Regions from separate parts of the Sus scrofa genome. Here regions 1 and 3 are each linked to region 2. The links are chromatin contacts, called in public Hi-C maps. All regions are on one chromosome and are shown on one strand. The core of a region is the stretch at or near the end of the contact, and the rest is flanking DNA. Distances in the headings are between cores, read along the strand shown.

Region 1 (4,553 bases), core at 1,313-3,812, 34 kb after region 2:
GACTCTTGGGGTTTGTGGTCTGAGACAGTGTCGTGAACATTGTGTTGTATCAAGTGTGCCTTCTGGGTCCTGCAAAATTAACAAGCAAAGCTTTGTGCAACTCCCCCCGCCAACCAAACTTACCCAGAAGGTCCGAAAGACCCTTGCCCTTGCTGCCTTTGGTGGGGGATGAGTGAATGGCTGGCTAACTCTGGGAGGACGAGGGGACCTGTCTGCCTGAGGGGGTGGTGGCAGCAGGGACCTCCACTAAGACATTCCTTGCTCCCACTCAAAGGTCACCAGAGATTTCTTCAGTACTTGCTATGGCCAAGGGCTGGACACAGGTCCCTGCATTGCAATCATCTTCCCACTTACAGATGAGGAAACTGAGGCTCAGTGAGATTAAGCCAAGAGTCTGGGGAGAGGCTACGGCTGGCCTCAGCCACGCGGAGCCCCTGCAGAGTGGGAAGCAGTCGGCATCCTTGGCTGGCCCACCTCCTGGTGGCCAGTTCTCCTCTGCTTCCCAGGCATCCAGCCCCTTTCCTGGTGAAGGTTTCCAGGGTGGCCGTGGGACCTAAGCAGATCCAGTGGAGTCTCAGATGGTATGCCTTCCAGAAATTTCCAAGCTGACCTTGGAAGAACTGTGAAAGGGGATCTCCAGCAACTCAGTTAAAATTGACCATGTCCCCCTGATGCCCCATGATTCTGGGAATAGGGTGACTAACCCTCCTGGTGTTCCTGGGACTGACCCGATTTTAAAACTCTAAGTCCCGTGTCCTGGGAAAAACCCTCTTTCTCAGGCAAACCAGGAGGGTTGTTCACTCTACGAGGAAGATTGGTCGCTTTGCCTTCCATCTGCGGCTTCTAGGAAGGAAAAAGTGAAGTTGGAGTAAGGCGAGGGGAAATTACAGGAGGGGAAACTCAAGGCAGCCTAGTGGCAGCCTTGCACCTTTCTAGCTGTCCCATGGAAGAGGGGGCTTGGACAAAAGATGGACCAGTATCTCCTTAACTGAACAAGGGCTGGGGTAGTGAGCTTCTCCTGTGGGAACCTTGAGCAGAGCTTCTAGTACAATGGATGCCTCCTTTGGGGCCCCCCTCCAGGTCATTCCCGAGATGACTCTACTTCTTCCACGAAGGAAGACCTCTTTAGCATTCCCACTGTGGCTTAAGACTCCAGCTTCAGTGGCTTGAGTGGCTGGGGAAGTAAGGGTTCGATCCCTTGCCCAGCGCAGTGAGTTAAAGGATCCAGCATTGCCCCAGCTGCAGTGGCCACAGCTCAGGTTCAATCCCTGGCCCAGGAACTTCCGTATGCTATGGGGGGTGGCCATAAAAAAAAAAAAGAAAGAAAGAGAAAGGAAGACAACTTTATTTCTCGGTTTAGAGAAAGCATATAGAAGAATGTAGATGTGTACATACTGATGTGAAAACATGATCACAATCAACTGCTTACGCAAAAAAGAAAAAAGGTTGTGGGATGCCTTGCGCCCTAGGAGCTCTTGTCTGTAAATAAATGCATTAGGAGCAGTCTGCCCACATGACACCTCCTGCTATATTTAACCTCATATCAAAGACAAGCTTAAAGATGCTTGCTTTATTTTTTGGAGAGGAAGAAAAAAAAAAAATACCGCAGCTTTTCTTATAATAATCGTAGTGCTCATGATAACATTCCAAACTTTGAGCTGCTCACTGCGTTTCGCCATAAACATAAGGCCGAGCTTGCCTGGAGATTGCTGTGGTCGCACCAAGTGTTGAGAGAGTTTTCTTGCTTTTTCTGTCCTTCTGGGAACTTGAATTGACGCATCTGCCCGTTTCTATGCCGAGCACTGTGTTTGTGGTTCTTGTCTTACATGGCCAAGCTGTTTTTCATCAAAAGTTTCCTGGTACAGATTTTATGACATTAATGCCCTCTGGCCAAAATGCAGAGTCCACATTTTTGAGCCCACCAGGGCAGCACTGCCATGGAGAGTCTGCAGGAACTGTTTCTCTCTCTTCTGGCTGCAACCTAAGACTTCAGACCACAGCCTCCCTGGTCTGGAGGCTGGACCACCTCCATCAAGCTGGGAAATTCCTCTGCTTGGGCGCCTGAGTTGAGAGGCCAAGCTTGCTCCCTAGCTCACACCCGGGGAAGGCACAGAAAGTAGGTTGCCTAAAGATCCCCAGAGAATGAAGAGCCTTCTACGCTGTCTAACCTCCGACCTCAAATCAAGGGCTACGAGATTGGTAAAATGACTTGCTAGAAAGCTGCCCCTCTTGACAGTTCCTGCAGAGCCTAACAGAGGCGCTCTTTCCTCTCTCTGCCACTGAGTTGTCCCTCCCCCAGGCGGCAGACAAAGCAACGAGACCTGCCGCCTCATTGCCCCACTCGCAGCATCCCCAGGGAGGCATTGGCACAGAAGTGGGTTAATCTCCCAGCCCACCCGAGCTGGCTGTGGGCTTGGCATGACCATCCTCTCCCGTCAGCAGTCAGTCACCCAAACTGGAACCCCAGAGAAGGAAACACCTGTTCGCCCTGTCTTAGGGATGGGCTGCACATTCCCCAAGATACAGAGTGAGTCACCGCAGGCCCATGGAGCGGAATTTACTCATCCCCCAGGAATGGACCCTTGGAAGGCTCCAGAATGACTAGCCTCAAGTGTTCTGTCTCAGGCACAGGGCATTTTCCCCCCCGAACCCTGTCTGCAGTCACTTCCTCTCTGGACACATCCTGTTTCTGAGAGCAGGCGACTTGCCAGGCAGATCGCAGCCTCTGCTGCTGGGAGCAGACGGGCGGAGACATCCTTCCTCTCATTTCTGGTACCTAATCCCATCTTCCTTCCCAGTCAGAGATATTGATCAGCATCTCCGCTTTTCCCAGGTCCCTGCACGCCAGGGAGAGAGCGTATAGCAGGAATATGTTTCTATGGGCAACTCCAACTCACTGGAGATGCTTAGAAGCCACCGCTGATTCGGCGCCAGCTTCGCAGGCGCAGGTAACCAGGACGGGATCTAAGGCAGAGGTCCTTTCTATCCATTCCTTCACTCATACAATAAATATTAAGTATCTACTATGTGCCAAGCCCTATTCTAGATGCTGGGCTATGGAGGTAAACAAAACATAAAAATCAATGTCCTCGTGGCAATTACGTACGATCCTCTGGCAGGGACAGCTGATAAACAAGATAAAACATATAAAAAATTATGGTGCGTAAGATAGTGATAAATGCTAAGTGGAGACAACAAAGCTGGGAAAGAAAATATGAAATGTTGGGTGTGGAGGGAAGTGTGAAATGTTAAACCAGGAGGCTGGAGGCTCCTTGCTGGAAGAGGAGTCTTTCAGTAAAGACTTGAAGGAGGCTGAGTGTAGGGGTAGGGGGCGGCAAGAGCATTCCAGGCAGAGAGAACAGCATGTGCAAAGGCCCTGAGGTAGAAATGTGCCTGGACTGTTGGGTGAACAGGGGAAAGGCCAGTGCAGCTGCAGTGGAGTGAGGAGGGGACAGGCACAGGAGTTAAAGTCAGAGAGGTAAAAGGAGCCATGTCACGCTGCCACCTGTGAGTGGGAGTATGGACTTTCGCTGTCACCCTGTGATATGGGAAGCCACAGGAGAGTTAACAGAGGAGTATCAGGATCTATTTTATGTTTCAACGAGACCTCTTGGGAAGCTATATAGATAGTAGCCTGAAGCGAGTGAGGGCAGGATGTGGAAACCAGGAGACCACTTATATGGGGGACTGCAGGAGACTAGGGGAGAGATAATGGTAGCCTAGAGAGGTAGCAGCAAGGGGTGTTGTGGCTCAGCAGTTTAAGAACCTGACATAGTGACCATGAGGATGCAGGTTCGATCCCTGGTCTCACTCGATGCATTAAGGATCCTGAGTTGCTGCAAGCTGCGGTGTGGGTTGCAAATGCGGCTCAGATCTGGTGTTGCCATGGCTTTGGTGTAGGCTGGAAGCTGCAGCTCTGATTTGACACCGAGCCTGGGAACTTCCATATGCCACAGGTTTGGCCATAAAAAAAAAGAAAAAACAAAAACCCCATACAAATGGTATTCTGAAGATAGATCTCACAGGATCTGCTGGTGGAATACAGGGCATGAAAAAACATGAGACAAAGATAACACCAATGTTTTTAGCCCAAGGAAGTTGATGGAGACCCCATCGGAGGAGTTGATCCGGGGCAGAGTATCAGGAGCTTGGTATTGGCCAGAGAAAGTGAATGCCCATTATATGTCCCCATGGAATTGTCAAGTAGGCTACGAAGATATGGGTTTGTGGTTCAGAGTAGAGGTCCCCTCTAGAGATATAACTTTGGAGTCCTGCTTTCAGTTCTGGCACTGGTTAGCTTGGGTTTTATGTCATATGAAATAAAATGTGATCTTTAAAATTTTCTAGTGGAGTTCCTTCATGGCTCAATCAATGGGTTAAGGATCCGGCATTGTCGCTGCTATGGCTCTGGTTACGGCTGTGGTGCAGGTTCATTCCCTAACTTGGGAACTTCCACATGCCATAGGCATGGCCAAAAAAAAAAAGTGAAGACAGTTCGGTAGCATCTATCAAAGCAAAACCTATGTCCCCAAGTCCCATCCCTGATATCTACT
Region 2 (4,431 bases), core at 1,669-4,168:
CTCCTATTCGACCCGTAGCCTGGGAACATTCATATGCTGTGGGTGCAGCCCTATAAAGCAAAAAATAAAAAAATTAAAAACTTTAGGTTTATATTTCTAATTTATTTTCTATGTATTGGAGGTGTGCTTTATTTTTTCTGTCTTTTTAGGGCCACACCAACTGCATATGGACGTTCCCAGGCTAGGGTTCGAATCTGAGCTATGGCCACTGGCCTACCCACAGCCACAGCAACACTGGATCCGAGCCACGTCTGCAACCTACACCACAGCTCATGGCAGTGCTGAATCCTTAACCCACTGATCAAGGCCAGGGATTGAACACGCGTCCTTTTGGATCCTAGTCGGATTTGTTAACCACTGAGCCACGACGGGAACGCCCTGTGCTTTATTTTTTAATGCATCATCAGAGCTTGCTTCATGCAGTAGCTTAACACCTCAGATAATCTAGCTATAACTTGACTTGTGGTTGCCAAGGAGGAGGGCAGGGAGTAGGATGGACTGGGAGTTTGGAGTTAGTAGATGCAAACTATTACATTCAGCCTGGATAAGCAATGAGATCCTGCTGTAGAGCACAGGGAACTATAATCACTTGTGATAGAACGTGATAGAAGATAATATGAGAGAAAGTATATACATATATATATGTGTGTGTGTGACTGGGTCACTTTGCTGTACAGCAGAAATTGATAGAACATTGTAAATTAACTATGCTTTACTTAAAGAAATTTAAAAAAGAGGAGTTCCTCTTGTGGTTCAGCAGTAACAAACCCGACTATTATCCATGAGGACGAAGGTTTGATCCCTGGCCCCACTTGGTGGGTTAAGTTTCCCGTGTTGCCATGAGCTTCCATGCAGGTTGCGGACATAGCTCAGATCTGGCGTGGCTGTGGCCGTGGTGTAGGCCCAGCAGCTGTAGCTCTGATTCGACCTCAAGCCTGGGAACCGCCATATGCCGCAGGTGTGGCCCATTTAAAAAAGAAATTAGCAGAGTTCCCGTCATGGCCCAGTGGTTGATGAACCTGACTAGTATCCATGAGGACATGGGTTTGATCCCTGGCCTCGCTCAGTAGGTTAAGGATCTGGCATTGCCATGAGCTGTGGTGTAGGTCAAAGACGCAGCTTGGATTCTTTGTGGCTGTGGCTGTGGTGTAGGCTGGCAACTATAGCCCTGATTGGACCCTTACCTGGGAACCTCCATATGCCTTGGGTGCTGCCCTAAAAAGCAAAAAAAAAAAAAAAAAAAGAAAGAAATTAGCGGTAATTTGACTAAAGAACTCAAGCTGAACAGGAGTTTTAACTGCTGTCCCTAAAAGATGGCATTTGATGGACCTTCGTTCCAGAAGCATGATGAGGTACACTAAGAATGGGGTGGCTTTGTCCCCGGAAAGAGTTGATGGCAGGGGGTTATATTTCTCTGTGGCCTCCAGTTCAGCTTCCCCGAAGGCCCCAGAGGGTGGGCGGTAACAGACATGCAGTTTGGCTCCCGTCCTCCTGCTGACAGCCAGGTCTGAGAGGCAAATCCCAGCCTTCCCAATGCTGGATCCCAAGCACGTAGAGGGGAATGGTTTCTAATTGTTCTTAGGGAGCAGGGAACTTGCCTGGCCTTCAGCAGCATAATCGGATCTGTCATTCTCTTCGGGAATTGGCTGGCTTTCTCCGCCTTGTTCTTTGCTTGGGAGGCAAAACTGCCATTTCCCCCTGGTATTTCGGCCGTGGTAATCCTGCTAGCCCTTTCATCGGAGCCTGGGGGAATGCGCTGGCCAAAGTCACAGCTGGCTCCCAGATGGCTCTCATGACCCCACCAACATCCCAGCATTGATTTGCTTGGGAGGCTTAAACGTGGCCAGCAGGGCAGGCTGCCTGCGGACCCCCACCCTAAGAGATTTATGGGCTCAGGCCTTGGAGGGGGCAAATCTCTGGAGGTGGGATGGGGCTAATCAGCCTCCTTCTGTTGCACGTTCTAGAATTCTGCCTAAAACAGAAGAGGCTGACCTCATTCTTAACCCCACCCGGAGATGGCAGATAACTAGATAACTAGCAAGCTGTTACTGACATTGCTAAGCCACCTGGCAAGGAACGTTTCTTTCGGAGTTCCCTTGTGGCACAGCGAGTTAAGGAGCCGGTGCTGTCCCTGCCGTGGCTGGGGTCGCTGCTGCGCCGCAAGTTTGGTCCGTTCCTGGCCTGGGAATTTCCACGTGCCGTGGTTCGGTCCAAAAAGAAAGAGAAAGTTTCCTTCTCTCTCTCTCTCTCCCCTCGCTTCCCTCTCTTCTCCTCCCCTTTCTCCCCCCACACACACACACACACACACACACACACACACACACACGCCGGAGAGTTCTCCTCTAGGGCATGTTCTTTAAGACACCGAGTATGACATCAAAATGATCTAAGGAGATTGTCATCTCCAATTCCCAGAATAAGAGTCTCCATCCCATTCAGGTGGAAATGAGCAACAGAGCCCACATAGTTTCTCGTTGCAAAGAAATTCTTCGGCGTCTATTTCCTGGAGATAATGTAGAGAATGTTAGCAGGTCTCTAACATACTTCAGCTGTTCAGGAAATACTTGAAATAATTTCCTGCTCTAGAGAATAGGAGGAGGGCCAGAAAGTTGGAAAGTATTACTCTCTTTTCTTTACCGTCTCAAATGCACTTCCCAAGGACTCCTTCCTCTATTCACACACCGGCTCCTATGAGCTCTTTTCTGGCTCTCTCAGCCTTTTTATGCGGGAATGTTCTTTTCAAGAGTGTGGCAGGAATCCTAGTAGCTTGGACTTCCCATCGCATCCTGGCCTGAGCTTCCTAAGGAACTTTACAAATATGAACTAATTAAGCTTGGAAAGCCCCATGAGAGCTCCCCGCCAGCCGCTGTTGAAATGTGGCCAGCTCGGAGGTGGACCAGCCGCTGTTTTTTCGCCCTGCACAGCAACCATTCAAACAGTGGAGAGGAAGGGAAGTGGGCTGCCTAATGCGATTGAAACTACAAGGAAGAAGCCAGCTGGGCAGCCCGTAATTAATTGCCTCCTTGATTTGCTTTTGTGTTGCATTCCGTGGGGTTCAGATCCTGGTGTTGAAATGGGGTCATTTCAAGTCATTGCAAAAAAATGTAACACGTCCCAGAGTCATTTTTATCTAAAGCAGTGGTTCTTAGAGTTCCCTGGTGGCTTAGTGGGTTAAGGACCTGGCGTCATCACTGCTGTGGCTCAAGTGGCTGCCGCGGTGCTGATTTGATTCCCGGCCCTGGAATGACCTCATGCCACGGGTAAGGCGGAAAAAAAAAAAAAAAAGTTGCTCTCCATCGAAGGTGCTTTTGCAACTCCAAGGGGATGGATGTCGGACAATCTGGAGGTTCATCTTGAGGACACAACTGGTTTCCAAGTGGGTAGAGATCAGGGGTCCTACTGAGCATAGTCTCTACAGCACAGAACAGACGACTCCCCCTCCCCTGACCCCCACAGTAAAGAATGATCTTGCTCGACATGCCAGTGGTGCTGAGGTTGAAAAACCCTGGCGTCAGTCTTCCAAGTGACTCAGCGATGGCTTGTGTCCTCTCTCTCAGCCCTGCATCTGGTGACCTGTCAGCCCATTCAGACCTAGGAACTAAGCTGGGTTCCTGGGCTCAGCCTGGAGCATGAGGACAATCTCCCAAGCCGTGTGGGTTGAAGACACACCTCTCCCCACACCCGGGTTCCCTGGAACCAGGTGCATTTTGCATTGTCCTTTTAGAAAAGGAACCACTTTGGCCACGGCTTCCGGTTGGGCCCCCCGAGCTTCGTGGTCCTGTTTGCCCCACAATAAATAGACTGAGCCATTCTGTTGCTCTGGCAGGGCCTCTTCAGTGAGCAGCTATTTCTCTTCTCCCTCCTCAAGGCCCAAGGAGATCCCAGGCTGTCACTGTCCAGCCTTCAGCAAGAGGCAGCCACAGGGAATTCCAGCCGAGGGACAGAGACTGGAGAATTTCACTTTCATCTCTCATTTTTGCAAACTTGAACTGTCCTTGGGAGTTCTCCCTATGGTGCAGCGGGTTAGGGATCTGGCATGGTCTCTGCAGCAGCCCAGCTTTGATCCCTGGCCGGGCACAGTGGATTAAAGAGCCAGCGTCGCGGAAGCTGTGGTGTAGGTCGCAGATGCGGCTCGGAATCGATCCCTGGCCCAGGGAACTTCCACATGCTGTGGGTGCAGCTGACAACGAAAGAACCGAACTGTCCTTCGTGGAGGATCCTCCTGGACAGCCCTATGCAGTCCCTCGCTCTTCTCTGCCACCCGCTTTGGCCCCCTCCTGCCACTGCCCTCACCAAGTTGTGTCTATACCATTCCTTAGGGGAAGGGGGTCCCGTCATCCTGCTGACCATGGGCCGCCTGAGGACAATGTATATTCTTAGTGCCCCCCAACACCCGGGTAGACATTTAAAGCCAGAACATCCAGCCATGTC
Region 3 (4,504 bases), core at 642-3,141, 62 kb after region 2:
GATCCCTGACCTTCCTCAGTGGGTTAGGGATCTGGCGTTGCGGTGAGCCATGGTGTAGGTCACAGGCTGGTTGGGATCCCCACGTTGCTGTGGTTGTGGTGTAGGCCAGCAGCTCATCTCCCATTTGACCCCTAGCCTGGGAACTTCCACATGCCACAGGTGCATCCTTAAATAGTGAAGGGGGAAAAAAAAAAAAAAGCAATAGTGGCAGCCTACAAAGGACAAAAAAAAAAAAAAAAAAATCCCCCATGGGTACTTTTGCATGAATACATACTTTTTATTCTGTTTTTAAACTTTGATTATTTGTAAACTCTTCCATATTATATGATCTTCTTAATTGCCACTTAAATGGCAGCATTAAAGCCCATGAAGTTTATGTGATTTACCATTAGGCTGTTAGCTCATCTATCTTTTGTTTTGTTTTTGTCTTTTTAGGGCCACACCTGAGGCATATGGAGGTTCCCAGGCTAGAGGTCTAATCAGAGCTGTTGCTGCTGGCCTAAGCCAGAGCCACAGCAACCCCAGATTCGAGCCATGTCTGCGACCTACACCATAGCTCGCCACAAAGCCGGATACTTAACCCACTGAGCGAGGCCAGGGATCGACCCCACAACCTCATGGTTCCTAGTGGGATTCACTTCCACTGTGCCACAACGGGAATTCCTACCTTCTGTTATTAACCGAACTTTGCAAAGAACATCTTCTGTACTATGTATGATATGTCAAGAATAACTTCCTAAGAGTGCAATTGCAATTACATGGTCAAAGGGTAAGGTACACTTTTTTATTTCAGCTTTTATTTTCTCCTTCTGAGATAACGAAATACAGTTCTGCAGGAAAGCTTTCCATACATTGTTCTCCAAGGCTTATCTTGTTAATAACCCCTTTAAGGCATTATCATCCTCCTATCCTTGCACTACAGCTGAAAAAAGAGCCCAAGTAGGCTGGTAACCTGATCTCATTCACCAGGTGAGTCCTGAATGAAGGTGGCAGCTATGGTATCAGTTGCAAAACACCCCTGGGGATTTGCTGGAACCCTCGGTGTGTCTCTTCCCTCACCCTAGCGACGTTCAACCCAGAGGGCTGCGGATTTAGTTCTAACTTTGCTCGCCCCAGCCTCAGAGAGCCCCTTGCACGCAGTGGGCGTCTTATAAAAGCAGTCTGCATTGCACGGACAAAAGCTCTCTCTATTAAGTGGGCCAAACGCTAAGGCCCTCCTGGCGGCACAGAGCTCCGCGCCAACACCCTGCTCCTTTGTCTACTCCTTCCTCAAGTTCTGCGTGGCATCTTCTGCAACCAAGCACACCGGCCCGGACCGCCGCGCCCAGGCCGACACCGGGCCTGGCGCCCCTGCGCCCCGGGCACCCGGCGCGCGCCCGCACAGGCCCCGCCCACCGGCCCCGCCCTGCCCCGCTGGCCCCGCCTCTCGTCTCCTCCTCTCCTCCCCCCCCCACCCCCCCGAGCAGACGAGTGGCGGCGGCGGCCCCAGGACCGGGTTCCCTCAGACAAGAGGGCGGGTGGAGGAGGAAGCGGCCGAGCCCGAGTCCCGCTCCGGCGCCGCCGAGCACCGCCCGCCTCAGCCCATCAGCCCCGTCGGCTCCTGGGCCTCGCGGAGCCGAGAGGAGGGAAAGGCGGAGGCGGTTGCGTGGAGGCGGCGGGGTGCGGGCGGAGGCGGCGCGGCCGGCCGCGGCTACCGCTTTGTTGTGCGGCCCGGGCGGAGGAAGGAGAAGTGGGAGGAGGGGGGAGCTCGGCGTCCCGCTCCCTCCGCGGCTCATGGCGACGACGCTCGGCACATCCGGGACCCTCCGGCCGTGGCGGCCGCGGCGCCGGCTGCTCGGGCCCCAGCCCCGGCCGCTGTGGTGACTGCGCCGCGCCTCGCCGTCGCCCCCGCCCCGCCCGCCGGCTCCGGGCCCCGCGTCGGGGCCGTAGCCCCGCCGCCGCCGCCCCCGCCGCCGGGGACATGTCTAACCCCGGGGGCCGGAGGAACGGGCCCGTCAAGCTGCGCCTGACAGGTGAGGGGGTTGGGCGGGCGGCGGGAGCCGGGCTGGGGCACCGGTGGGGTGAGCAAGCTGGCGGGGGGTGCCTGTGGCCTTGAGAGGGGCCAGGGTCGCGATCAACGGTGAGTTGGGGGTCGGGGACGTGAAAGGCCTAGTTCAGGAGAGTAATTGCAAAACCACTCTCCCTTGTTTGGAAATTCTTAAAAAAGCCACGGGTGACTCGGGGGTCTTTTGTTGGGGGGGGGGGTGTCCCGGATTGGAATTCCGGGAGGTTTTGAGGTCGAAAAGCCGTGGCGAAGAAACTCGGCTCTCTCCCGGGGCCTCGGGGAGCAGCCCCCGGGCTCCTGCCCAGCTGGGGTCGTCGAGAGGATGAGGAGCTCCTGCGGCGGGGATTATTGAATCCGGCTGCTGGCTGCGCGCAGTAAACACTCCTTAAAGATGGAGCGCTTAACGGGAGGGTGTGTGTGTGTGTTCCCTGGTTGTTAACTTGTTGGCCCACTTATGCCCGCCTGCAAAACCTTTCCTCTCTGCTGCCAGCGGCGGCAGCCGGTGCCACACACCTGAGACGCACGACTTTGAAAGGGAAGGAGACTGAGGTTGACTTTTCCGGTGTGTCTGCCTGATCCGACGACTCGGGCGCATTGTACACTCTGTGTTTTGGAAGTGTTTGATTGTAGGGTAACATGCTTGGGGTTGTTCCTTGTAGGCCGCAGAACTTGTGTTTCACTTCTAGCTCTAGACCTGCTTTAAAAACACATTTTGCGGGTTGGGGGGGATACATTTCTATATACGTGCTCATATAAACTTCAGCGAAGCAAAGTTTTTCTCGTTCCCAACTCTGCACCCCTTTCCTTTCTAAATGGAAAAGAATGGAAGGGTTGCTAGATAGCAGGCTTTTCTTACGAAGTGTTTATGATTCCAAGGGTATTAAATCTTTAACGTTACAGGTACGTTTTGCTTACAGTGCTATTTTTTTTAATATTCTTACATGGTCATGTTACCCCATTTTAAGGAAAAATTGTTTTGGCTTTGAAAAGAGTAGAGACCAGTGTATTTATTCCTAGTTTCAACATTCACTGTTAATAAATTACCCACGTTGATATTCGGATTTGTCATGAGAAAAATGGCTTTCTTTAGAGAATCTGTGTGTACGTGTGTGGGGGTGTGTGTAAGAATAAACTAATTATGTTCGCCTACAGTAGACTTTGAGATTTATATGGACTAATTTTGTAATTGAGTGCTTGTGTGTCACATCCCAGTCCACTGGCTGAACTTTGAAGATAAAAACGTGCAGCTGAATTAGGTATTTGAAAATTTAGCCTTGACTGTATGTTGGCTGCAATTTTTAAAATACATTACTTTCATGACAGTTTTGCTTTCCCTAGGGAAAACCCACAAAAAATTATTAACTGAGTGGTTCTTAATGGAAAACCTGGGTTGCGGGATGCCTGTCCCCTTCATTTCCCCCATTCAGTTTCCTTATTTTCCTATGAGTCAATGGAAACCTTTATAAGGGATCTTTGTTGCTTTAGAGTTTATCTACTGCTGTTCCTCCCTGGAGTTAGTCTTGTGCCCGTGATCATGGAAAGAACCTGTGATTCCAGGTGTGCCAAAAGCATCAAATAGGCTGGTGGCCATTTAATTCCTTCTAGGCTATATTCACAATAGAAAATGAGGGAGAAAATGAGGATTTCGATTTTCTGCAAATAAAATGAGTTTCAGGTTTTTAGTGTGACTTAATCTTAAAGTGTTTTTCTGTGGTTTCCTTACTGCATATGATACATTATAAAAAGTCATGAGTAAAGTTAGGATAAAGATTACACTTATTTTTTGGAGGGAGGTGGAATACTGGGCTAATTTATAGAGTGATTTTGTATTTTTAGATTTTTCTGAGGAATTTTTAATACACTGTATCCCCTTAATTGCAAAAACAGTTGGAGATACTGTCAGTTTCTTAAAATCGTTTTGTTTTGAATTTGTCTCTGTCATATGTCATATTTTAAGAGAAAACCATTCAAATATTAAAAACATTGTCCTCTCCCTTTTGGTTACATATGGTAGATTCTCTTCTGTTTTGCCAGGAAAGTTAACGTGTATTTTTTCATTTTTGTTCATTTACAAATTAGATGGTATAGATTTTAACAAATAGATTTCAAGAGCTGGATTCAATTAGCAGCTTTTTAGGACATAAACATTAAAGAGTTAGATGGAAAAGATTGTTTTGACTGACTGGATAAATGACAGGGCTGTGTTTGATGTGCGTCCAGGAATTGGTCTGGAGCTGGTGCCCAACTTTTCAGTCCGTCTTGAGAAGCCAAATAAAATATTTAACCTAGGCCTCATTTTGTTTAAAAAAAAAAAAAAAAAGGTTGATTCTTTGTTAAGACTTTAAGAAATGTTTGGCATACCTTTAGACTAAGTGTTTAACAGTTCATTTAGATCCGGGTTCCATAATAGAGGAAAATTACTTAAAAAAAAAAGTGGATTCCATACTGAATTTTTATTTG

Evidence for each region. A called contact is a pair of places that touch in the nucleus more often than the background predicts.
Region 1: a contact with region 2 is called in a Hi-C map of skeletal muscle, with 6 times the contacts expected there. The contact joins two enhancer-like sites. A contact is called at or near these places in 5 of 47 Hi-C or Micro-C datasets (embryonic fibroblasts, fibroblasts, heart right ventricle and 2 more) and 1 of 2 datasets of contacts at active chromatin or transcription factors (skeletal muscle).
Region 3: a Hi-C map of embryonic fibroblasts shows a contact between it and region 2, with 2.0 times the contacts expected there. The contact joins the promoter of SMURF2 here to the enhancer-like site in region 2. A contact is called at or near these places in 1 of 5 promoter capture datasets (liver), 6 of 47 Hi-C or Micro-C datasets (alveolar macrophages, embryonic fibroblasts, fetal skeletal muscle and 2 more) and 2 of 2 datasets of contacts at active chromatin or transcription factors (alveolar macrophages and skeletal muscle).

Annotation. Positions count from the first base shown.
Region 1 is chr12:14,338,734-14,343,286 of Sscrofa11.1, forward strand. No RefSeq gene overlaps it. Among named protein-coding and RNA genes, the nearest start is that of SMURF2, 28 kb to the right of the region's middle. Within about 2 kb of position 2,563, at least 28 of the 83 cell types and tissues checked have an H3K27ac peak or open chromatin away from gene starts, as enhancers often do. A contact at or near this core is called in embryonic fibroblasts and skeletal muscle, where this site is marked.
Region 2 is chr12:14,304,198-14,308,628 of Sscrofa11.1, forward strand. No RefSeq gene overlaps it. Among named protein-coding and RNA genes, the nearest start is that of KPNA2, 21 kb to the left of the region's middle. Within about 2 kb of position 2,919, at least 31 of the 83 cell types and tissues checked have an H3K27ac peak or open chromatin away from gene starts, as enhancers often do. A contact at or near this core is called in alveolar macrophages, embryonic fibroblasts, fetal skeletal muscle and 2 more, where this site is marked.
Region 3 is chr12:14,366,792-14,371,295 of Sscrofa11.1, forward strand. SMURF2 (E3 ubiquitin-protein ligase SMURF2) reads left to right here and starts at 1,892. Exons shown (of 18, transcript XM_021066754.1): 1 at 1,892-2,012. The coding sequence starts at 1,961.